4 separate regions of the Mus musculus genome follow, and regions 2, 3 and 4 are each linked to region 1. Evidence: chromatin contacts called from public promoter capture Hi-C data. All regions are on one chromosome and are shown on one strand. Each heading gives the region's core, a stretch centred on a gene start, on an enhancer-like site or on the middle of the called end of the contact. The rest is flanking DNA. Distances are from core to core; before and after follow the strand shown.

What was found. Promoter capture Hi-C pulls out the DNA fragments that hold promoters and counts their contacts. Capture Hi-C pulls out chosen DNA fragments and counts their contacts.
Region 2: a promoter capture Hi-C map of hematopoietic stem and progenitor cells shows a contact between it and region 1, with 5 times the contacts expected there. The contact joins the enhancer-like site here to the promoter of Tmem156 in region 1. A contact is called at or near these places in 7 of 39 promoter capture datasets (the 3T3-L1 cell line, hematopoietic stem and progenitor cells, hippocampal neurons and 4 more) and 2 of 115 datasets of contacts at active chromatin or transcription factors (acute myeloid leukemia and memory CD8 T cells).
Region 3: a promoter capture Hi-C map of adipose tissue shows a contact between it and region 1. The contact joins the promoter of Pds5a here to the promoter of Tmem156 in region 1. A contact is called at or near these places in 5 of 39 promoter capture datasets (3T3-L1-derived adipocytes, the HPC-7 cell line, hippocampal neurons and 1 more), 1 of 484 Hi-C or Micro-C datasets (LSK cells) and 1 of 9 other capture datasets (adipose tissue).
Region 4: a contact with region 1 is called in a promoter capture Hi-C map of liver, with 2.7 times the contacts expected there. The contact joins the enhancer-like site here to the promoter of Tmem156 in region 1. A contact is called at or near these places in 6 of 39 promoter capture datasets (cranial neural crest, embryonic stem cells, hippocampal neurons and 1 more), 1 of 115 datasets of contacts at active chromatin or transcription factors (acute myeloid leukemia) and 1 of 9 other capture datasets (adipose tissue).

The regions. Positions count from the first base shown.
Region 1 is chr5:65,089,365-65,094,990 of GRCm38.p6, forward strand. Tmem156 (transmembrane protein 156) reads right to left here and starts at 2,245. Exons shown (of 6, transcript NM_001370814.1): 1 at 2,104-2,245. The coding sequence starts at 2,191.
Region 2 is chr5:64,485,058-64,491,040 of GRCm38.p6, forward strand. No RefSeq gene overlaps it. Among named protein-coding and RNA genes, the nearest start is that of Gm52815, 7.7 kb to the right of the region's middle. Within about 2 kb of position 3,129, at least 114 of the 459 cell types and tissues checked have an H3K27ac peak or open chromatin away from gene starts, as enhancers often do. A contact at or near this core is called in hematopoietic stem and progenitor cells, memory CD8 T cells and neutrophils, where this site is marked.
Region 3 is chr5:65,695,477-65,701,479 of GRCm38.p6, forward strand. Pds5a (PDS5 cohesin associated factor A) reads right to left here and starts at 2,760. Exons shown (of 33, transcript NM_001081321.3): 1 at 2,274-2,760; 2 at 1,287-1,461. The coding sequence starts at 1,421.
Region 4 is chr5:64,312,253-64,317,869 of GRCm38.p6, forward strand. It overlaps Tbc1d1 (TBC1 domain family, member 1), which reads left to right. Exons shown (of 22, transcript NM_001310611.1): 16 at 4,102-4,263. Among named protein-coding and RNA genes, the nearest start is that of Gm38634, 58 kb to the left of the region's middle. Within about 2 kb of position 2,134, at least 59 of the 459 cell types and tissues checked have an H3K27ac peak or open chromatin away from gene starts, as enhancers often do. A contact at or near this core is called in liver, where this site is marked.

The DNA.
Region 1 (5,626 bases), core at 995-3,494:
CTTTAATCCTAGCACTTGGGAGCCAGAGGCAGCCAGATTTCTGTGAGTTCAAGGCCAGCGTGGCCTACATAGCAAGTTCCAGGACAGCCAGGGCTACCTTGCCACCACCACCACCACACCCACCCTCCCACCCCCCCGCCCTCATGCCTCAAATTAAGTAACAAAATAGTTAAATCCACATCCCCTTAATTTAATCAATATAAGGTTACACATGATGAGGTTATAGCAATAATCCTGATGACCCACAGACCATTATAAAACATAATTATTATACTATTGTGTGTGTGAGTTAACCCAATAATCAACACTTTGTGGTGGCTTTGAGCAAAATTCCTTCCACCACTGAAGGACATCAGGAGAAGACCATAGTTTGCAGTTTTGTTTGCTGTTCCACAGTAAGGATCCTTTGAAACAAAATAGCCAAATAATTTCATCATCCCAAAGAATGGAAACAACCGTTGATGCTGGCTCCAACCAGAACGCTCCAACCAGAAAACAGAAGTGGTTCCTTCTGGTTTAGGACAAGCAATGAAGCACAGTGGCAGCTGAGAAAACAAATCTTATAAATGGCTCTTGTCAACATGAAGAACAGACTGGCTCTCTGGCCAGGCAAGTTCAGCTGAAGTGTATTTTGAAAAACAAACCAAACTAACCAACCAAACAAACAAAAAACCGAATCCTTCTGCTTACAAAATCAAAGGCCCACTGAGGTGCCCACCATGCACCTCTCTGAATTTTCCTGGGCCACACTGGTCTTCTGGTGTCACCTGTAGCAAGAACTAGTGGTCAAAAGAACAATTCTTCTGTCTTTTCCCTCCTCCTCACAATCCTTAATAGACTCTTAAAGCACTGACCAACTTAGCAAACAGTGTGTGCCAGTTACCTGATATTCATTAGATGCAAACTAATTGGTCAAAGTAATAGGAATATAAACACAGAGAAGGCCTAGCTTAGATAGCTAAAAACATGTTGCTACTCTAAGCCCAAAATATCTTAAAAATAACTTGTCTTTATTCTATTTTCTTTAGGACACATTTTCAGCGGGTGAAAATAAGTATCAAAAATATACACTATACGTGCTCAATATATATATATTTTTAAAAAACCAAACCAAAAGAAAAAAATTTTAATTCGATCATTCGTAAAAATTGCAGTTACAGTGTTTATTTAGCAAAAATATTTTTATCTGGCTACTTAGCATCATTTAATATGCAACATTAAATAATCATTGCAGTATGTCATCAAATATAATTAGCAAAAGTATTTTTATCTGAATACATATCTTTGCATATATTCGACAATAAATATTCATTGCAGCGAGATATCAAATATAAGTTTTTCTCTAGTTTTCGTAAATTTATATGATTCCTATTTAGTAATAGAACAGTGGAGTTTTTTTTTTAACCTTCTTATTAAAGGCTAATGAACACAATTATCACTTAAACACCCACAATAACATGTTTTCCAATCTTTTAATAATATATAAAAAATAATTTAAATTCCCTTATTTTTTTGTTTCTCTACCCTGAAGTTTCAACAAATATATAACAATTCTTTGAAGGGCTCTCAGAGTGGGTTTTGCCTTGTTCCCAATGCTCCCAAACACACACATACCTGCCTATATTTGTACCCATCTGGTTTTACTGCATATTAAAAATACTAAAATTTACTCCTATTTTTCTAAGATCAGCAGGAAATTATTAGTCTCACCTTGTGATCAAATGGCTCATTTTAAAATAAATAAATGTCCGTTCCCTTAGTAAGTTCCAGAATATAAAAGCAGATATATATGATTATTTTGAAAGAAGGAAACAGTTTCAAAGAACAAACTCATAAGATGCTATTCTCTTAAGTCCCGTGTCTGGAATCGAAAATCAGACTTTAAATATTTCTTTACATTTTCAATTGTAACATAACTAAGTCCTAAGGCCACTATGCTAGATAACAGGCAACTAAAAATTGGTATCTCGTTTCACTTAAGGCAGTTCACTCACCGAACTTCAGCTCATGCTGCATACACCCCAAAAGATCTCGTCTGTCACCACTCGCTGACAATGTGCTCTAAAGTAAGAAACGAGAGCTGGATTGCAATGGTTTACTTACCTTTTGGTGTCTTGAAAAATTCTGGCAGGACTAAAATGAAGGTGATCACTATTGCCACAAATAATTTAAGGAAAGCTGTTTCTGTCATGTCTACTCACATGACACAAATGTGTTCCCATCGGTAGCTTGATAGTATGTTGCTTCCTGCTTCTCATCTCTGCTCTACTTCAAGTTCCTGAGATTCACCTCATACTCACTTCCGTTTGGGTCTGACTTTAAAAAAAAAAAAGTTACCCGGGACTGAGACTTCTTCATTTTGAGTCACTTTGCCTAATAAAGCCACCCTCTAACAAGAACTGTTGTGCTAACTGATAAACACGAAAGATGAGGAAATGGTCTTAAGAAACACAGAGGGTCTGGCTCCAGATTTAAATCTGTTTCTCATGTTTACCAATGTGTAAGAACAACATGGTACATGTAACCTACAACATAATAACCAAAAACCAAAGGACGAATGTCAGTGCTACCCCAGTTTATAAACATTGTTCACTCATTTACTTAGTAAATGATAGTTAATCTCTCTGAAAGCCAGACACTGTGCTTGGTTCTGGTGTTTGGAAGACAGTAAACAGTGCAAGATATGAGCATAAACAAGAGACTTATGAAAATTTGGGCTTCTGCTTTACCGTTGTCTCTGCAAGTGGCCGAATGGAACTTGTTAATGTTACGTCTATAAACAGCGTTTACTATGACGCAATCCACATTCTTGTTCTCCTTGCAAAAGAAAAAAAAAATCATTTGTTTTAGAGTGTAAATGAAGGATAGGGGAAAACTTTGATGAATACAGACAGCATACATGGCAAGCAAATGTTCTTACTTAGACAATGCAAGTAGTTAGCATTTCCATTGCCCCCTCACCCCACCCCCACCCCCCACCCCTCCTCTGGTTACAATAAAATGTAGCCAGTATTTCAGTTTGTACTTGGAGCAAATGTATCCTTTGCTCCCTGCTCAGTGCTGCAATTCTGTAACCAGTCCTTTCCGCTGACCCTCTTTTGTTCTCTCTCACCCTCTCCTGCGCTTTATGGAACAACAGGTGGGTGGGGAGGGAAGGGACAAAGATTAGATGCGCCAAGAATGAACTCATTTGTCTTTCCACTGGATACTACAGTTTACATACACATGGGAATCCTCAGTAAGGGGATTGGAAGACCTGAGCAGTCAAAATAGGGACAGAATTCCCAAGCCTATACTTTATTTTGAGAATATCATAAAGGATTATTATGTGAACACTAGCCAGTAGGAGTAAAGTTTCCACTTAAGGACCATCTGGACCCCTTGATACTCTATAAATATTTGTAGCCTTCAGCAATAGGGGCTTACTGTCCGGTCGTGGAGGAGCAATACCCTGCAATGTTTGTGGGGGTCTATGGGATCCCTTTGGCCAATAATTCAAAATGATGTTACTCACTCCTGGTGCTGGGAGTTGTATGTGGTAGTATATGATGTCTAGTTGAGATACTGATCCCCCTGCCCCATGATATGCTAACTCCATTTAAACTCTGTATATAAATATACATCTTAGAAAGCTTCTACAGTAGTAGAATTCCATACGACTTCTCAAAGGCCTTTAGTGTTGATGGTCCTTGGCACAGTTCCTCCTCTCCCCAGCCCTCCCAGTCCTACCCCATCATTCCTCCGATTACAACGTCCCTTTTATCCCTTTATAAAACTATATTCTATTTTCCCCTTCCTTGATATCTTAATGTCTATTCTTTCGCCTATAAATGTTGCAATAGTACCTTAAAATACTCAGTAATTCTTATATCCATATAAAAATTGATTTAATGGCTTCCTATGTTGTAATATTTCTGCCAGGTCTGTATTAGTCATTTTCGGTTGCTGTGTCGAAATGTGAGCAAAACGACTTAAGGGAAGAAAGATAAATTGGGCTCAAATGTTGAGGGGCTTCAGTGCATAGTCACGTGACTCCACTGCTGCTGGGTCTGTGCAAGGTGAGGCAAAGTATTGTGCAAAACATGGCAGAGCAACGTGGCTCACCTCGTGGTGGATAGGTCACATAGGAACAAATATATCCATTAAAAGCAATCCCCCAGCAATCTATTCCCTCTGAGAGCCCATTTAATAATTCATTCAGCTAAGAGTCCCATGGATTAATCTATTAATTAAATCAGAGCTTGCATTCTGATTCATTTATCAAAAATCTGTCAGCTGGTAGCCAAGCCTCAAACACAGGAAACTTCGTAAAACATTTTTTTTTTAGAATCAATCAAACCATTCTGACATAATGCATGACATTCCAATGCACACATGTACATACACACACACAAAGCATCACAACTGCTATTGCTGCTGCCACCACCACCTTGCTTCCTACCACTCTGATTCAATCTGGTTATCATATTTTTAGACACTTTAAAGTCAATTTTCTTGAAAGGCCCTTTGTCCTGGCTACAATCCTGTGCTCTGCACCTGGCTTCTCTGGTGGTGTCCAGATGGTGGCTATCAGGAGAGCAACAGAAGGCCCATAAATCCTAGACCACAGGCTGGCTGCTCTGAGGATACAGGGGATCAGACCCTTTCAGCCAAACTGGAACTCACTTGCTAGACATTTGTGCTATCTCTGACTCACCAAATAGTAAGAAAAATAATGTTATTGTCCATGATCATTTTTGTAGATTGCTAATCCAATTAATTTATTTTTACATTTACTGTGTGTGTGTGTGTGTGTGTGAGAGAGAGAGAGAGAGAGAGAGAGAGAGAGAGAACACTGGGCAGATACAGAGGATAACTTTTAGCAGTTGGTTCTCTCCTTATAGAGTGTGGGTCTTGGAGATCAAACTCAGGTCATCATGCTTGATGGTGTAAGACAAGTTAAACATGAGTCTTCTCTTTCAAATACTGAAAAACTTGTGTTTAGGGCAAGTGTGATGGTTTGTATATGTTTGGCCCAGGGAATGGCACTATTAGGAGGTACGGCTGTTGGCATCAAAAGGCCTGTGTTACAGATCACTCTAAACTCAGGATGTCACACATAGGTGTCACCTGTTGCTATGGCAACCACATTATCTTCCCAAAGTCCACTTCCCACACTTAACCTGCAAACAGGTTACATCACAGCATATATAAAAGAAAGACCCTTCCCCACTTTCACCTTCTTTTTCCCTTTGTCTTTCTCTTTCTCCCCTCTTTGTTTCCAGTAAAACCTCTTACATGTGGAACTGCTTTGGCCTAGTGTGTTATGTCCAGATGTAAGCCACTATTCTAACACATCAGTGGCCCTGTTGGAAGAAGTGTGTCATTGTGAGTGTGGGCTTTAATACCCTTGCCCTAGCTGCCTGGAAGCCATTCTTCTGCTAGCTGCCTTCAGAACAAGGGTTGGAACTCTCAACTCCTCCAGCCCCAAGTCTGCCTGGACACTGCCATGCTCCTTCCCCTTGGTGATACTGGACTGACACTCTGAACCTGTAAGCCAGTCCCAATTAAATGTCATCCTTATAAGAGTTGCCTTGGTCATGGTGTCTGTTCACAGCAGTAAAACCCTAAGACAGCAAGGAATTCA
Region 2 (5,983 bases), core at 1,879-4,378, 600 kb before region 1:
TGGCCTTTGGTGACCTGATTCATGTTAGTGCAGACAGACCTCTTCCCCAGTGAGTGGGGTTGGTCTGTGTAACAGAATATTTCCGAAGGAAGGCATGTGACTCCAGTGACTAGGTTAGGAAATACTTAGCAGCTTCTACGCCTTGCTTTGTTGGATCACTTACTGTGTGAGAAATCAGCTGCTATAATATGGCATATCCATAATATGGGGATACCCAAGCAGCTGTATGCTCCATATGCTCCTGAAATTCTAACTCAGAGCAGAGAGATAAAATGTTCATTGTTTCACTGGGAGACTAAGTTTTATGAAAATATTGTATGCAGCAAAGGATACTCAACACAAATAAAACTGACATGTTTTCCAAATCTTTAGAAACTGAAGTTCCATGACAGCCCTAACTTTAGTAGGTACATTTCTTGTCACTGTAACAAGATGGCTGGCAGAGACAGTCTAAAAGAAGTAAATTTTTTGGCTCGTGGGTTTTTGTTTGTGTTTGTATAATATAGTATTTTAATTACCTCTCTGAGTTCGATGCCAGCTTGGTCTACACAGTGGGTTCCAGGGACAGCCAGGACTACATAGAGAGACCCTGACTCAACAAAACAAAACAAACAAATAACTATTTGTGTGAAGCCAAAAGAGGGTTGTTTTTGTTTTGTTTTGATCTACCAATGAAAACAGAAATGTAGAAAATGGAAACACACAGGACACAAAGAAGTCCCGAGAGGAAAGTTGATGGTGATACATGCCAATAATGAGAAAAAAGAAAGATCTCAAATAAACGACCTGATTCTATATCTCAAGGAACTAGAGAGAGAGAGAACAGGAAGAAAATCAATACGAGATCTAGTAGGATAATATACATAGGACACGCCAGAGCATAAATAGATGAAGAAGCAGTTCGAGAATCAACATGTTGTGGTGGAGCATCAGTTATTCCATGAACATCACAGAGTAGAAACAGCGGTGGTCCAGTAGCCATGGCAACAAAACAAGCAGAAGAACACAACAACAGCTAGGTGTGTAGTAACAGTAAGGAAGTTATTGACAAGATGCTGATGGAAAGTATACTCAGAGTACCCTTGCTTGGGATTCTAGCCATTCCGTTTCCACGCCTTCCCCAGCAAGTGATCTTGGCAGATGCTTGAGCCCACAGAAGTAGAAGTGTGATTCAGGGATGCAGCTTCCATAGGGTTCTTATCCAGGATGGGATGGCATGTTGCAGTGATAAAGCTGTTTAGACATCACCCACACTTCTGTTACGGTTCATTCGTGCTCCTGTAAGCTCAATATACTAACTAGTTCAGCAAGCTTGACTTGAGTGGGCTCATTACCTTGGTCTGTCCCAATCTGGGGCAAATAAATGTTTATTTATCTCTTCCCAGAAGAAGAAATGCAACAAAACAGAAAAGATCAGTGAAACTTGAAGCTTTTTTTTTTTAAAGATTAAAGCGAACAAACTTTTACCTAGATTAGTAAGAGGGAAGAGTCAAATAAGCAATTGACATCATAAAATGAAGAAGACGTCACAGTTAGTACTGCAGAATCACAAAGCCTAAGAGACTGGGGTGAGCAGGATCTTCAACAAGCCGAACAACCTAGAAGAGATGGACAGGTTCCTCAGAACGACAGCCTAACAGGATGGAGCCACAGACAGAGACTGACGGATTAGTAACCAGTGTGGAGATGGAAGTATCTCCAGGACCTCACCCCGGCTTCCCAATGGTTCCCTGGTTCTTGTGATCTCAACTGACCTATTGTAGATGCTATAGGTAAGGTTTATTACAGAGTAATTGGAAACACTCTCACAGAGTGAGACTAGACAATGGCCAGAGAGACCATTACAAGGAGCTACACATTTAGTGTGACTCATAGCACTTTCTGAAGTCTCTGGGGGCAGAGAGCTTTCCCAAGGGGCATTTTCCTGCTTGAGTGACTGACAGGCCTATCTAGATGAATTCTTCAAGAGGAAGACAGTAACAAGTCTTTGTTCCTTACCAAAAGGCCTCCAGCAATCTTGGGATCTTTTTGGGTAGTTCAGACAGTCTCTCTTCCCCATGGCCAAAGATATGACTCTCACCCCATTTTTTTTTTCTGAAATCATGCATCAGCACAGATTAGCAAGAAGTAAAGAAAGAAAACTAAGCAAGTATAAGGAATAACCATGCTTTCTTTAGCAGAAGCAGGAAGGTCTTCCCTGCCTGGACCCCAAGAAAGCATGCTATGTCCCCCTTTCTCACCTATGTCTAATCCATAGTCCCCCGTCGTGGGATCTTAGATCTTGGGGGCAACTTGATATCTTCTCTCCATTTCCACATGCCTAAGAAGGTCAATTATGATGTTTCCCCCCTTTTATAAAACAGAGAGGCAAGATGGCGTCCAAAGCTGATTATGAAGGAGGAGGTTCATCCTCAGCAACCTTCAAGCTTGCTCATTTCTAAGTAGCAAACACTATCAACAATCATGAAGTCTGGAGCTTAGAAGAATGTGGTAATGTGCAGGACTAGAAGGGAGGGAGCCCTGTTTCGAGGTTGCATCCACACTTTTAAACTCTCCTGAAGTCTCTATGATAAGAGGAATCTAACCGAAACGATTGGCTTGCAAACATCTCGGCACTACTAAGTACAACACACACAGGGCCATTCTATCAAAGCCTTGAGTTAGAGGTCCGCTCTGAGAACCATGCTCTGCAGACCATGCTCTGAGGACCACGCCCCGCTGTGAGAAAAACAGAGCCGACCTCACACCTTGGTACCTCCCCGTCTTCAATAGATTAAAAAGGACTGCAGCAAGAGCTTGCAAGCCTCTCTCTCACTTCCTCTCTCTTGCTCAGGAGAACTGTGAGAACTAACTGTTGATCTGAAAGCAACCATGATTTGCTACAGAGGTGCGAGCTTGCACAGAGACCTGTGAAATCCCACAGAACACAGGAAGTGTCTAATTCCGCTGGATCGGGCTGGTGTCAAGGCAGCTGACAGCTTCAGAGCCAAGAGCCTCCAGAATCCTTTTTGGTAAGGAATGTCAGCTACAAGGGGAATCCCTACCTCACCATCTACACAGAGTTCAAAGGAAATGCAGATTTAATCATTTGGTTTCTGTGTGACTTTCAAGTCAAAGTGAAACTAGAATGTGAATATCAGAGCGTGTGAACCTTTTTGGTACGAAGCCTGGGTTCCCCTCTTACTGCTGCGGTGTGTAGAGGATTGTGCAATGTAATAGCAGCATCCAAGATACACAGGGTCTCTGCTTCGACTCTCAAGATGACTGCTGATGCTCGGAGCTGAGCTGCAGAGTGCAGCAGCTCATTGTTTGGGCCAGGAGTGTGCACGTGAAAAATGACTCGCCGCACACTCTGCTTCCATTCTGGTGCTCCGGGAATGGATTGACTTCAAAGAACTCTTTAAAAATTAAAGTTAGGGGGACTGGAGAGATGGCTCACTGGTTGAGATTACTGACCGCTCTTCCAGAGGAGCCAGGTTCAATTCCCAGCACCTATATGGCAGTTCATAACTGTCTGTAACTCCAAGATCTGACACCCTGATGCAGACATACATGCAAACAAAACACCAATGCACATGAAATAAAACTAAACTTAGAATGCCACCTAGCAGTAGTGAAACTAAGTTCAATCCCCAGAGCCATTAAATAAATATAATGCATGTATATGCATATATACATATACATAATCTATTTATAATTTATATTTCTCCATTGGTGAACAAAAGTTAGAATACATGTTCATTGTTAAAAATAAGAAACAGAACACGGGTGATGACCAACCTAAACATCACCAGTGTGGTCTTACACAAATAGGTTCCCTTTTCTTATTTCATTTAGAAACCCACTAAGCAATTGGTGTAATACTCCATTTAGAGCAAGAACACCACAGAGTTGTCTCTGATATCCACATAAATGCTATGACATGCTTGCCTCCCTATATACACACATCATGTATGTGTGTGTGTAAACACATACACACACACACACACACACACACACACACACAGAGAGAGAGAGAGAGAGAGAGAGAGAGAGAGAGAGAGAGAGAGAGATATTAAAAATAAATCTAGTACCAGAACCTGAGTTTGATCCCCCAAACCATGTAAAAAAAAAATCCAACCATGTGATGTATGCTTGTAATTCTAGCTCAGGGGAGGGAGAGCCAGGCAGACAGATCCCTTTGTCTGAAGAAAGAAAGTGGATGTCTCCATGGAAGGACACCTGAAGTTAACCTCTGACCCCCACAGGCATGCACATGCATATGAACATGTACCCACACACATGAACATACACAGGAAAACACTTCTCTTACGCCATGCATACCATAATTTGTATAAAATTCCACCATAAAGGAGAGCTGGTTTCAGCTTCCTTTATTATAAACTATACTGCAGCAACTATATGTGAATACACATTTTTTTCTGTTTAGCATCAATTTCGTACTATTAAATTTTCAAAAAATTGAAATTAAGACCAAATTTCAGTGGTTTTTAATGTTTCATAATTAACTTTGCTTCTTTACCATGGCTTTAAAAATATTTATAAAGGGCTGGAGAGATGGCTTAGCTGTTAAGAGCACTTGGCTGCTCTTTCAGAAGTCCTGAGTTCAAAACACCAATGCACAGAAAATAAAAATACAAAATAAAACCCAACAAAAACCTATAAGATACCAATTATGAGGACAAACTTGGGGTCTCAAACTTTATAAATACTTCTTGAAACATGCAAGACTGCCTTGGTAAGTAGGCCACTTAACCAGTGGGAAGGGACTGTGTCCGGCTGCCCTCAGCGAAAGGCAATGGTCTGTGTTCCCAAGGTCACCAGGCCCCTTTGTCCATTCTTCCCGTTAGCCCCAGGGTGGCCACCTTGGTGAAATCTCCTATTTCTGTTTTCACCATAATCCATTTTTAAATTTGTGTTTCAGGAGAGGCAGCTGAGCCCTGCTTATTGGTGCTGCCAGAGAAATGACACTTTTGGGGAATGAGCCACTCAAAGGAACTTGACTGAAAAGGGAGCAGAAGGATGGAATGGCCCCAGGGACCTGTGGTCCTTCCTGATCCCTTGGTGTTTTGAGGCTCTTTTGAACTCTTTGGATTCACTTTGAACTAATCTAATAGGAAACCTCTGTTCCTATATTGTGGGGCTCCCCTGAGTCCCTAGATTCCTTAGAGTGATTTGGGCATCTGTTTGTCTGGGCAAGCTTTGTCTTTGGGGCTCTTTCAAGCCAATCTGCACTTCTTTTGAGCTATTTAGAATCATGCTGGCGTGACATAGAAGCTTGAATTCTGTGCCTGGGAGCAGGGAATGGGCTACAAGGCACACAGAGACAAAGGTATTTGGGAGATTCTGTAGTTCCTGTAACCATGGAGAATGCTAAGTCAGCATTCTTGCTGGTGGTGGGGGGTTGGGAGTGGGGTGGGGTCCCTGAGGAGGGATTCTAGCTGACTAGCGGGTTTATAGACTTATGCACTGAATTGGTGTAATTGTTTTTTTATATGTCATCGAATGAATCAGCCTCTCAAAGCCTGTATCTATGGTGATTGACTTGATCAGTTTTAAAAATAGGCTGACAGTAGCAATGGTCTGATTAAGCCTTTGTCTAAGAGGGGCAAGAGAGATGCTGAGTGGGAAAATGGTGCCTCGGCTGATGACTTGAGATAGACCCCTGGATCCCACATAGTGAAAGAAGAAAACAGACTCCTGTAAGTTGTCCTTTGACCTCTGACGTATGCTCAGTGTCTAGAATACCACCCGGTTCCTTATTTAGAAGGAACACAGCAGCCCAGAGGTGTGTGGTGATTGGTTAGCATGAACCTTGAGCAAACCTCTTGGTGGTGAGACCAAGACCACAGGGCAAAACTTCATCTGCCCTCCACCTGCAAGCTGAAGTTGCTCTTGGCACACCTAATATGAAGTGTGTGTGTGTGTGTGTGTGTGTGTGTGTGTGTGTGTGTGTATCATAATTATATAGAAGCGGCTAAGT
Region 3 (6,003 bases), core at 1,510-4,009, 610 kb after region 1:
ATTGCATTGCTACTTCATAACTGTAATTTTGCTACTGTTATGAATTACAGTGTTAATACCTAATAGACAGGATATCAGATAGTTGGGGGGGGGTCTCGACTCACAGGTTGAGAACCACTGTTGTTGGCAGGGTGTGGTTATGCCACTAGTGTTTTGGGAAGTGGAGGCAGGAAAATGGTTAAGTTCAAGGGCAGGCAGCTGGGTTACTAGTCCTCTTTTTTTTTTTTTTTTTAAAGATTTATTTTACTTATATGAGCACACTGTAGCTGTCTTCAGACACACCAGAAAGGGCCATCAGATCCCATTACAGATGGTTGTGAGCCACCATGTGGTTGCTGGGAATTGAACTCAGGACCTCTGGAAGAGCAGTCAGTGCTCTTAACTGCTGAGCCATCTCTCCAGCCCACTAGTCCTCTCTTAAACAAGTCATCAAACCCATTCTTTGCCTCTCCCACTGTCCACACTGTACTTCAATAGTTTAAGATCTTTCACTAGACAACTGTTAGCCTCCTCACAGAACGTCACAGCCTACTCCCCACAAGCCAACTGTGACAACCAAAATGACTCTGAAATTGCCTACAACACCCCCTGGTGCATCAAAGTTGTCCAAAGTGACAATCACTGCTCGAAACTGATTCCATAACAAACACTGCCCTATGCAGTAGCAGAAAAGTTAAGTCCCAAAATGACAGCGCAAGATTGTTACACCAAGAAAACCGGTGCGCACACACAAACACAAACTCACAGACATATCAACAATCCCGTCCTTCAACTCTCTTGGGCATGTGTACTAAAATCATCATTTCTCCTTAAGCTCGAATTCTGAAAAATCTGTACACTGTATTAAGTTTAGCCCACTGTATAGATAGTTAAGCTCCCATTAGAAAATTACGAGAATCTAAGGGGGACAATATGGTTGTTTGTGCTCAAGTCAGTCTTTTCTTGGAGTAGATAATAATAGGAACTTTCGTGGGTAAAATCACTGTCTACACCTCAGGGTATCGAGCCCCTTAAACAACATCCACTAAATAAAATAACCACAAGGGAAACAACTAACCATGCATGCGTTCTTATGGACAGAAAATGATCACACTCTTTAAATTCCCCGTCCTTTCAGAACTTATCCAAAGATACCGCCAAGTTAGAACAGGACTTTTCCGGGGCGGTTAAGATATCTTCAAAAACTTAGTACTAAAAACTCCAAAGGCCAGGTTGAGAGTAGTCCAATGAAACCACACGAGTCACAAAAGCCATCCAGAGCGCAGATCGCCGACCCAGACCCTTACCTTCAGACGTTTGATCATTTCATCGGTGGTGATCTTGTCGGTGATCTCTTTTACTCCCGGAGGGTAAGCGATCTTCCCGTCCGCACTCACGACGCCACAGAGGGCAGTGGCAGGCTTCGGCTGCGTGAAGTCCATCCTGGGGAATAACTTTTCTCTCACAGTCCTCTACCGGCCTCTATCGGTCAGAAAATCAAAGTTCAGCGGGAAAAGGGGCGACTTTGTAACCTCTTTTTCATTTCAAAAATCTCTAATCTAGAAAGGGCCCTTTCTTCCCCCCGAGGCCGGGGACCCCGCCACTCGCTCCTTCCCTGGGTTTCGGACCCGGCTAGGCGTCCGCCACCCCCACCCGAGCCAGCCCCGGTGCCACGGGGTTCTCGGCTGCAGCAGCCCCGGCCGCGAGAGGCGCCGAGCAGCTCCCGGAGTTTCCTAGCCCTCTTTTCACAATGAAATGTATCCCCGAGCACCTAGGACGGAAGTTTGGTGGCCTCGGGGGGACATTGAGGACCCAACGGCCCCACTTGGCTCAGGAGAAGCGGCTGGGTCCCCGCCTGGCCGGTCACCTCCGGGAAAGGAGACTCGAGGCCTAGAGGGTTCAGCTTAGGCCGCAAAACTAGGTACCCAAGAGGACCCACGCGCGGCGCCGGCGCCCGGGAGCAGAACGCCATAGCCGTGCCGAGCCCCGGGCTCCCGGCGTCCCCGCCGCGCGGCCGCCCCTCCCCGGCCAGCCCGCCACCCCCGCCAGCCGCCCGAGCCCCTCGCCAGGAAGCGAAGGACCCGGCTCCGCACTTCACATTTTTGTTCCTTAACTTCAGCAACCGAGCCCGGCGGCATCTCAAGCCCCTCGGTCGCCCGGCGCTCCTCGGCACCGCCAAGGCCTGAGCCGCCGCTCCGGGCAACCCCGCCGGGCCTCCGCGCGCGCCCTCCCCTGCGGTCTCCCCTTCCGTCCCTCCCTCGCCGCCGAGGGCGCGAGCCCGGCCGCCGCTTTACCTCCTCCTCATGCGGGCGGACGGTGCAGCGAGCGCCGGGCCTCTGTCAGGTGGTTGCGCCGCCGCCGCCGCCCCTCGTCGGGCTGCACACAAAGCGGCTCCGTCCGTCCCGCCGCCGCCGCCGCCGCCGCCCGCCCGCCCCGGAGCGGCGCTGGGGCTGGCGGTGCCGAGGAGCAGCCGCCGCGGGGGGAGAAGCGGGCCGAGCGTGCGCCGGCCGGGGCGACACTGCCGCTCTCCGTCGGGCTGAGGAAGCGCAGCCTCGGCCGCGGCTCCTCCGAGAGCCCGCGCGCGGGTGCACGCCCGCGCGTCCCCCGCGCCCGCCCGGCCGCTCGCTCGCTCGCCGGCCGGCCGCCCGCACCTCGCGCCCACCCGCACCAGACGCCCTCTCGCCGCGGCGCGCTCCCGGCCCGCCCGTGCCCCGCGGAGCCTGAGCGTCGCCGCGCACAGCCGGAGCCCGTCACGCGAGCGGCGCGAGAGCCCGCGAGAGCACCGCGCGCCTCGCTCCCGCCCCTTCTTCCGCCGGCCGAGCCCCCGCCTCCCTCGAGCCCGACGCGGCCGCGCGCGTGGTGGACAGCGCCGCCACCCGTTTGGCGCCAAGACCTGCCCGCGCGGGCGCCTCCGGGGGGCCGGCAGCCGAGCCGGCGCGCGGAGGAGGAGCCCCGGTGGCGGGAAGCGGACCCCGGGAGGCGCGGCTTTGCGACACTCCCGGCCACCGCTGTCGCGGAGTCCGGGGCTCTTGAAGGCTTGGCTGGCGGGGATGTGACCGGACCGGTGGAGAAATGGTTAATTATCTGGAGAAACGGCTGCTTTCCCCTCCAAACAGAGCTCTGGAAGCCGAGGCAAAGTTTTACAACTCGGGCTGCTCATTCTCGCGTCTTCCGGAGAGTCGCCCTAGGTCGCAGCCTACGACCTTAGTTAGACTCCTACCATTAAGGTTTTCAAAGCTGCAAAATAGGAAGTTGGCATGCGATCTCAAGCTATGGTGCCGGGGCTTCTGGCCTCCCAGTCATTTTGGGTACAGGCTGAAAACACAGACTAGGGTTCCTGATAGTGAAGCCCAGAAGAAGAAAGAGGGAGGGTGTTTTTAGAGATTTACAAATTACCTATGTGAATCTGAGACCTCTTTTTTTTTTTTAAGTTGTGAATACACCAAAGCTCTACTTTTTCTCTCCTCCAAAGGAAAGGCTTGCCAAAGAAAACTTAGTGCAGCGGTGCTTGAGCAATTTAAGGTAAATATTGAAGCGAATGAACCTGAACAATACACACATAATTTCAGGAAACCACCTTTTAAAACAATAAGCAAGCCGGGCAGTGGTGGCACACGCCTTTAATCCCAGCACTTGGGAGGCAAAGGCAGGCGGATTTCTGAGTTCGAAGCCAGCCTGGTCTACAGAGTGAGTTCCCGGACAGCCAGGGACAGCCAGGGCTACACAGAGAACCGTCTCAAAAAAACAAAAACAATAAGCAGAAGGGGGTGATGGTGGTGCACGCCCTTAATCCTAGCATTTGGGAGATAGAGGCAAGCGGATCTCTTGAGTTCAAGGCACCCTGGTCAATCGAGCTAGCTCCAGGACGTCAGACAGCCAGGGCAACAAAGAACCCCTGTCTCAAAAAAAGTAAAAAATATTAATAATAATAATGAAAAGAGGAAGAAGCTAGGCCGTTATGGTTCACGCCTTTCAACGGGAGGCAGAGGCAGGCAAATCTTTGATTTCGAGGCTAGCCTGGTCTACAGAGTAAGTTCCAGGATGGCCAGGGAAACCCTATCTCAAAAAAACAGAAAGAAGAAGCTGGCAGCAATTGAATTTATACATTGTTCTTTAAAATGCCCACCTTTTAACTGGCCTATGGTTGCAGCTAAATCAAAAGATTTAGGCAAGAGGATTTTTTTGAACTCAAGATTTCCAGTAATATGAATATGCTAGTAATACGTGGCAGGGAGGAGCCAGGTCTCCTCTGATATGCCAGTGGTCCCAGAACTTGGAAGGCTGAGGTAAAAAGATTTGGGAGACCTAAAGAATAAAAACAGGAGGGGAAAAAATGTATTGGTTTTTTTTGTTTGTTTGTTTGATTGGTTTTGGCAGAGTCCCACCATATCCTGAGGCCAGCCTGGAACTTACTATATAGCCCAGGCTGGCTCCTCAGTCTTCCTGTCTCCATCTCTGAAGTACAGGGATTGCAGATAGGCACCCTTATGTGCCATTATGCCCAGCAACTATCCATTATTGAAAGGTATTCTCATATAGGAAGGTAAAAATATAATATGCAGTGTATTACTTTGTTATTATTTCTCTAAACCACTGTTTCACCTTTGTGGAGACAAACCATCACCAAGGCAATTCTTATGAAAGAAAACATTCAATTAGGGCCTTTCTTACAGTTTCAGAGGCTTGGTCAACTACCCCAAAGCATGAAGGGAGGCAGAAGAGAGACACTGGGCCGAGCTTGGACTTTTGAAACCTTAAGGCCCACCCCCATAGCTACACTTCCTCTACAAAGCTAAACCTCCCAATCCTTTCAAATAGTGCCGGTTTTCCTGGCGACTTGTAAACCTGGCCGGCCATTCTTATGCAAACCTCCTATAGAGTATAACCTTGTAAGCTTTCAAAAGATAGTAAACCCTGAGATTTGTAACCTACTTGAAACAATTGCAATACTCTTTAGTGTCTGTAACCCAAGCCAGCCTTACTTTGCAGCAATACTCCTCTCAATGACTACGCCATATTTACATTTTTACTTAATTTTTATATTAAAAGAAAAAGTTTATCGGGTTACTTATAAGAATTTGGATGAGGATCTTTAGGAACAAGAGAAATCACAGGACAAATTGCAATTTACAATAGGAAGTTTTGCTTTTGCATTATTCAATACAGTGGCCACTAGCCATGATCCTAGAGAAATGATGACTTTTTTTTTTTTTTTTTTTTTTTTTTTTGGTTTTTCAAGACAGGGTTTTTCTGTGTAGCCCTGGCTGTCCTGGAACTCACTCTGTAGACCAGGCTGGCCTCGAACTCAGAAATCCACCTGCCTCTGCCTCTCAAGTGCTGGGATTAAAGGTGTGTACCACCACTGCCCGGCTTCTTTACTTTTTTATTGGATATTTTCTCTTTTTTCCTTTCTTTTTTTTTTTTTTTTTTTTTTTTTGGTTTTTTGAGTACACAGGATTTCTCTGTGTAGCCCTGGCTGTCCTAGAACTCACTATGTAGACCAGGCTAGCCTTGAACTCAGAAATCAGCCTGCTTCTGCCGCCCAAGTGCTGGGATTAAAAGCATGTGCCACTAGGCACTGAGGATATTTTATTTACATTTCAGATATTATCCCCATTCCTGGTTTCCCCTCCAAAAGCCCCCACCCCACCCCATCCCTCTGTTCACCAACCCACCCACTCCCACTTCCTGGCCCTGGCATTCCCCTATACTGGGGCATAGAGTCTTCACAGGACCAAGGGCCTCTCCTTCCAATGATAACCAACTAGGCCATCCTCTGCTACATATACAGCTAGAGCCATGGGTCCCACCATGTGTATTCTTTGGTTGGTGGTTTAGTCCCAGGGAGCTCTGGGGGTACTAGTTGGTTCATATTGTTGTTCCTCCTATGAGGCTGCAAACCCCTTCAGCTCTTTGGGTACTTTCTCTAGCTCCTTCATTGGGGACCCTGTGTTCAGTCCAATGGGTGACTATGAGCATCCACTTCTGTAATTGTCAGGCACTGGTTAAAAAAATGTAAGAGAC
Region 4 (5,617 bases), core at 884-3,383, 780 kb before region 1:
ATAAAGCCCTGGATGTGATGGTAGCCCAGCTGTTGGAACAGCTGCCTAGAGAAGAAGCCAGTGCTCTTCTGTTCACAGTATTGCCACTGAGAACAGGTTGTGTAGTCAGGGTGTAGTGAGCAGCTTTTAACAGCTCAGTATTAAGCTTTTTTCTACTTCATTCTTCTAGTGTGTGTGTGTGTGTGTGTGTGTGTGTGTGTGTTTGGCACGGGGCCTGCCCTTACGAGTGGTTTGTAAACCCCGTGAGACTCCATTGGAGAAAACTAGTGTTTCATTTGCCAGTTGTTATCAATTAGAGATAACTTCTGGGTTAGGGATGAGGGCTTGTGTCCACTTTTCTCAGTCCTGGGACCCATCTGGCACAGACTCCTGCAGGCCGTGTGCATGCTGCCACAGTGTAGAGTTCCTATGTACATCAGCCCTGATGCGTTTAGAAGGCCTTGCTTCTGTGGTGTCCCCCATCTCCTCCTGCTTTTACAGTCCTGCCTCCTCTTCCGTAAGGTTCCCTGAGCTCTGAGGCGAGGGAATCGACCTTCTGTTTACAACTGAGTGTACATCATCTGGATGTGGCTCTCTGTATTTGTTCCCATTTACTGCAGGAGGAAACCTCTGTTTACTCAGGGCATTTATTTATTTACTTTATTTATATTTTTAATTTTTTTTAATCTATGGGTCCTTTATGTACACATTATGGCTTCAGGTTTTGTGGTTTTATGGGATTCCTGTGTGTGTTTCTTGTGGTCATTCTTTGGCTCTTTTTCTTCTGTTTGTTTGTTTTGTCCTATTCCAATTTGTTTCTTCTTTTATTATTATTCTTTAAATGCCTGTTTGTTTTCTAATGAGAGTCAGAAAGAGAGTAAATTCGAATGGATGGATCTCAGAGGAGTTGGGAGATGGGAGATCATAGTCAGAATATATTGTATAAAAATAATAAAACAATAAAAGAAAAATAGAAAATAAATACCTTGTGTATATCAAAAATATATAAGAAAATATAATAAACATTTAAAAATTAAAATTAACAATATTTTATGGGCCTGTGAGATAGTCTAATAAGCAGAGATGCGTGCCACACAAGCCTGATGGCCTCAGAACCCACAGCGGGAGCGAGAACCAACTCCTGAAGGTTGTCCTCTGACCCCCATACGTGCCCCATGGCGCACACACACACACATGGCTGGGGGAGGGGTAGTCATAACATTACAAAGTGTGGTATCAAGAAAATGACAGCTGTGTATTTGGGGACCTTTGTTGAGAATTGAGAGGTGACTAATGCTCATTCTGCGGCTCTTGAGGCTCAGTGCTTTTTAGCCAGTCCTGCAGGTGGCAGCCCAGGGAAGTGAGACCTGAGATACACCTATAAGGAGAGAGAGGTTGGTTGCTCTCAGGCATGTTAGAAGTCATGAGTAGAGTTGGTGACATAGGATCAGTATACCTCAGAAACAAAGTGCCTGCTACTGTGCCAGGAATGGCTGACAGACCTGCATGAGCAGGGGAGTGTCTGCTGGGTTGCCTTGGTCACCTTGCCAGGACTGTGCTGTGCCCACTGTTGACTTTACCAGGCTATGGGCAGTGTTTGTTCTGCTGCTCTTACTGCTTTGCTGCTTGGGTTCATATATCTTACCTCTGTTTAACCTGGGATGTTTATCTTGTGGTCAAAGTGTAATCAACTTTCTAAATTTAACATAGGAAGTGTTAATCCGTTTATTAGCCTTGCTATACCTATATTGTTGAGAAATAATCAACAGTAGCAAGTTGATTGCTTCAAAATATTTAGTAAGCTTGATAGCAGTGAATTGAGTTGGGGCCATTAAATATAGAAGCTAGGTCAGATAGGACCCAATCAGAGCGTTGACTGTGTAAACAAAAACTATATTACTCTGTGTTTTTTTTTTTTTTCATACACTTCTTATAAGAGGCTTAAGCTGTGGGGTGGGTGAGTGGCTCTTGAGATTGATCAGATTCAAGCTGACTTGCATGCTCTTCAGAGGAGCACACATGGCAAAGTCTTTCTCTGGCTAAGTCAATTTTCTGCTTTTGGAATCTATAGATACAATACTAATTACTATTCTGGAAGTGTTTCATCCCAGACAGACGTTAGCCCCATTGTCTAAATCTGTAGACACTTGGCAGCTGGGACTGTGGGTTTCTTTCCCAGTGACACAGATACGCTGTCCTCGTTTGCTTTCTATTGCTGTGCTTGGGGAGGAGGACGTTTATTTGACTTGTGGTTTATAGTCCATCATTTCAGCACAGCAGCTGAAGGCAAGAGCTGAAGCAGAAACCCTGGAGAACTGCTTTGTTCTGCCTGGCTTCCTTCGCATGCCTTGCTCAGCTACCTTTCTTAACCTTGGGCCTCCTACCCAGGGATAGCACTGCCCCACAGACAAGACAGCTGGGCCCTCTCACGTCAATCACAGGCAGTTTTCCAATTGAAAATCAGTCCCCAGATGACCCTACCTGTATCAATTTGATAAAGATTTTTTTAAAAAAATTAAAAAACAGCCAGCACTCACACATCACATCTCTGCAGGGCATACAGCCCCCTGCTGTACCTCTACATAAGGTCACTTTCCCTGTATTTTAAAATAAAGCTGTGAACAGCCTAGTGGAGTACAGCATAACATTGGCCCAGGCATGCCAGTGCTTATCAGACTACTTCATCTAAGATAATAGTTTATGCCTAACTAGTATTACAGAGTTATATAGTCTACAAATCCATGGTGATACATTACATCTTAAATTGTAGTTGAAGCCCTTTCAACTTACACTGTTTTTCTTAAGTTTGTTGTAGAAAATAATTTAAAGTATTATAATTTTTCTTAAATCTCTTTAAGCATAAGGGTCATTTAATTTCTGAGCCCTTGAAAGTTTACTTTCCCAGCTAGCTTACAAGGGATGGTAATAGTTTGCAGGAGATTTGTGGAAGGGTCAGGGGGAGGAGTTTGGGAGCCTGGGTACTGAGTGCCAGGAGCTTGCCCTGCCCTGTGGGTATACCTCAGAGCTGAACAGCAGTCATAGTGTCAAGTTAGTTCATGTGGTCACTGCTTTGTTGGGAAAATCCTGCAAAGTACATGTGATTTCATTCTGTCCTGTTTGCCTCAGTCCAGGATGGGTGTGGACACGAAAGCTTTTCAGTAGTACTGTGAAGGCTTAGGTGTCTGTAGCTATGGGTCTTGCCTTAGCTGATAAGGCATTTCACAGGCCACTGACTGTAGGCAGCAGTGTCCTTGGGAATTTGAGGCAGGGGATGCTACAATAAGATCCTTGGATTAAGCCTCTGGCCAAGTCTTCTGGCAGCTTGGGGGGGGGGGGTGCTGTGTGAGGTTCTGTGGACTTGAGATGGAGTTCTGGTTGTTTGCTGGGCAGTATTGGGGAACACAGACATGCTTATGGCAAAGGTCACTGCTAATGAAGCCACTGGTACTCAGAGCCCAATGCTGGCCCCTGTCAGCCTAAGGAGGCTAGTGATGATCCTGATGTGCCAGATGTGGTGAGCTCAGCTCTAGTGACATGCTTTCTCATATTGGGGAGTTTTGAAAATATGAGACCCTAAAGGCTTTCTTCACTGGTTTCTAGTTTCTATTTGGTAATTTGTGTGATTCTCATTGAGGCTTTGGTCTTTCTTGGTGAGATATCATAGCTAGCTTTAGCTTTCTAAGATGCCTTGTGTAAGGGGATCTCTGCTACAGATATGTCACTAATGGTTGACAACACCTACATGAGGCCTGCCTCTCAATAAGGAGGACCTTAGACTGTCTCTGCAGCTTAGTGAGCAGAAGTTACTGGGACTCTGCCGGGCCAAGCAGTGGGAACACCAATAAGGCATTGAGAAGAAGTGGGTAAACCTTAGGAGTAAGGCCAGAAGGCCATGATGGGAGCGAAATCAAGGCAATTTCCTAGGCTTTTCGTATTTGTTCCATCCAAGTCCTGACCAGGCGTGACTCTGCCTGAGGGTCTGGATGGGGCATAGTAAGGGTGAAATGGCTGAGGAGACATGCCAGTGTGTCTAAGAGGAGGAATGGGTGGGTTCCGTGTGAGCTGTGCTGTTGGCTACAACTCGGGAGCTCCTGCTCACCTGCCCTCCCTCACCTCTTCCAGCCTCTGAAAACGATTTGCTGAACAAACGCCTCAAGCTTGACTATGAAGAAATCACTCCGTGTCTTAAAGAAGTCACTACAGTGTGGGAAAAGATGCTTAGCACTCCAGGAAGATCCAAAATTAAGTTTGACATGGAAAAAGTGCACTCAGCTGTTGGGCAAGGTGAGCTTTACCAGTTGCTATGTGGCCAGCCTCACCCTCTGTGATGACGAGAAGGGTGGAATAAGGGTACTTGCAAGTCTGGTTTCTGTGGTAGGCTGGCCTCTTCATCTTTACTCACAGTTTTTCCAGATGTCTAATTGATTGATGTAGGTTCCATCACCTTTCGGGATCTTAGTTACATTAAATAAAATGCCCGGAAAACCAGGCACCAGTATGTTGATAGGAAAACTCCAGGCTTAGTTGCCTGTGAACTCAATAAGTGATGAGTTAAATAGGAAACTAAAAAGGAACTGTGTGGTTTCTTGCTGGTTGGGTATCCCAGGGAAACAACAGAGCGCTCAACTCGCCTTCCAGGCCCGTGTCCGGGTTTGGACCTCAGTCCAGGTAGCTTCTTGTGGTGTAATCTTAAGCAAAGACCCACCTCTCTGGGTGAGCCCCACTTGGTTTTTACATTTTTCTAAAAAGCTGTATTTGTGTGTGTGTGTGTGTGTGTGTGTGTTGGCACATGTGAGTGCCAGTGCCCACTGACGTCAGAGGTTTTGCATCCCTGGAGGCTGAGTTATGGGTAGTTGTCTTTACCTCATCCTGAAATCAAATGAGGTCCTCTCCGAGAGCAGTAAATGCTCTTAGCTGCTAAGCCTTACTTAGTACACATGGAAGACATGGGTGGTGATGCTGGCTGTGAAAGTAAGTGACCTGAGACCCCAGAGCATGACACACGAGTCTGTGTCCCAGATGGCTTGGAAGGTGGGACATGTGGTTGCCTTTCACTGTGGTCTGCCAGTTGGGATTGCTTTGTCTGTGAAGAGGTGAGTGCAGAACTTGAGAAGAATCTGGAAACATTTCCAGCAGTTTGTCACGGTTCCTCGAATGCCATGTGAGGCTGTGTTTCCTCATTCTGCTTCTCTCATTCTGGGTTTTTGTTTTTATTGTTACTGGGTTGACTCACTAAATAATAGGCTTGCCGTTTTCATGGATATACACCATGTTTACCCTGTCCTCGGCTGTCCCTCTCCCCTAGTGCCCTCCCTGTGCCCCCTGCATGTCTTTCATTTTGATTTGCTCTACCTCATTTTTACTATGTATTATAAAAACATCAGTCTGAGGCTGGCAACGTTACCAGGAGGGTAAGAGTGCTTGTTACATAAGCAAGCCTGTTAGCCAGAGTTTGACCCCATGGAACCCACATAAAGGAGGGAGAGAGAACATCTACACAGCTGTTCCTCATTTCCACATACATGCCACGGGACACATCCACACATACATTGTACACACACACAAGTAATAAAAAATTAAACACATCAGGCTTTTATAGATGAGAAATTCTCAAAGAATGAAAAACTACATTTTAGAG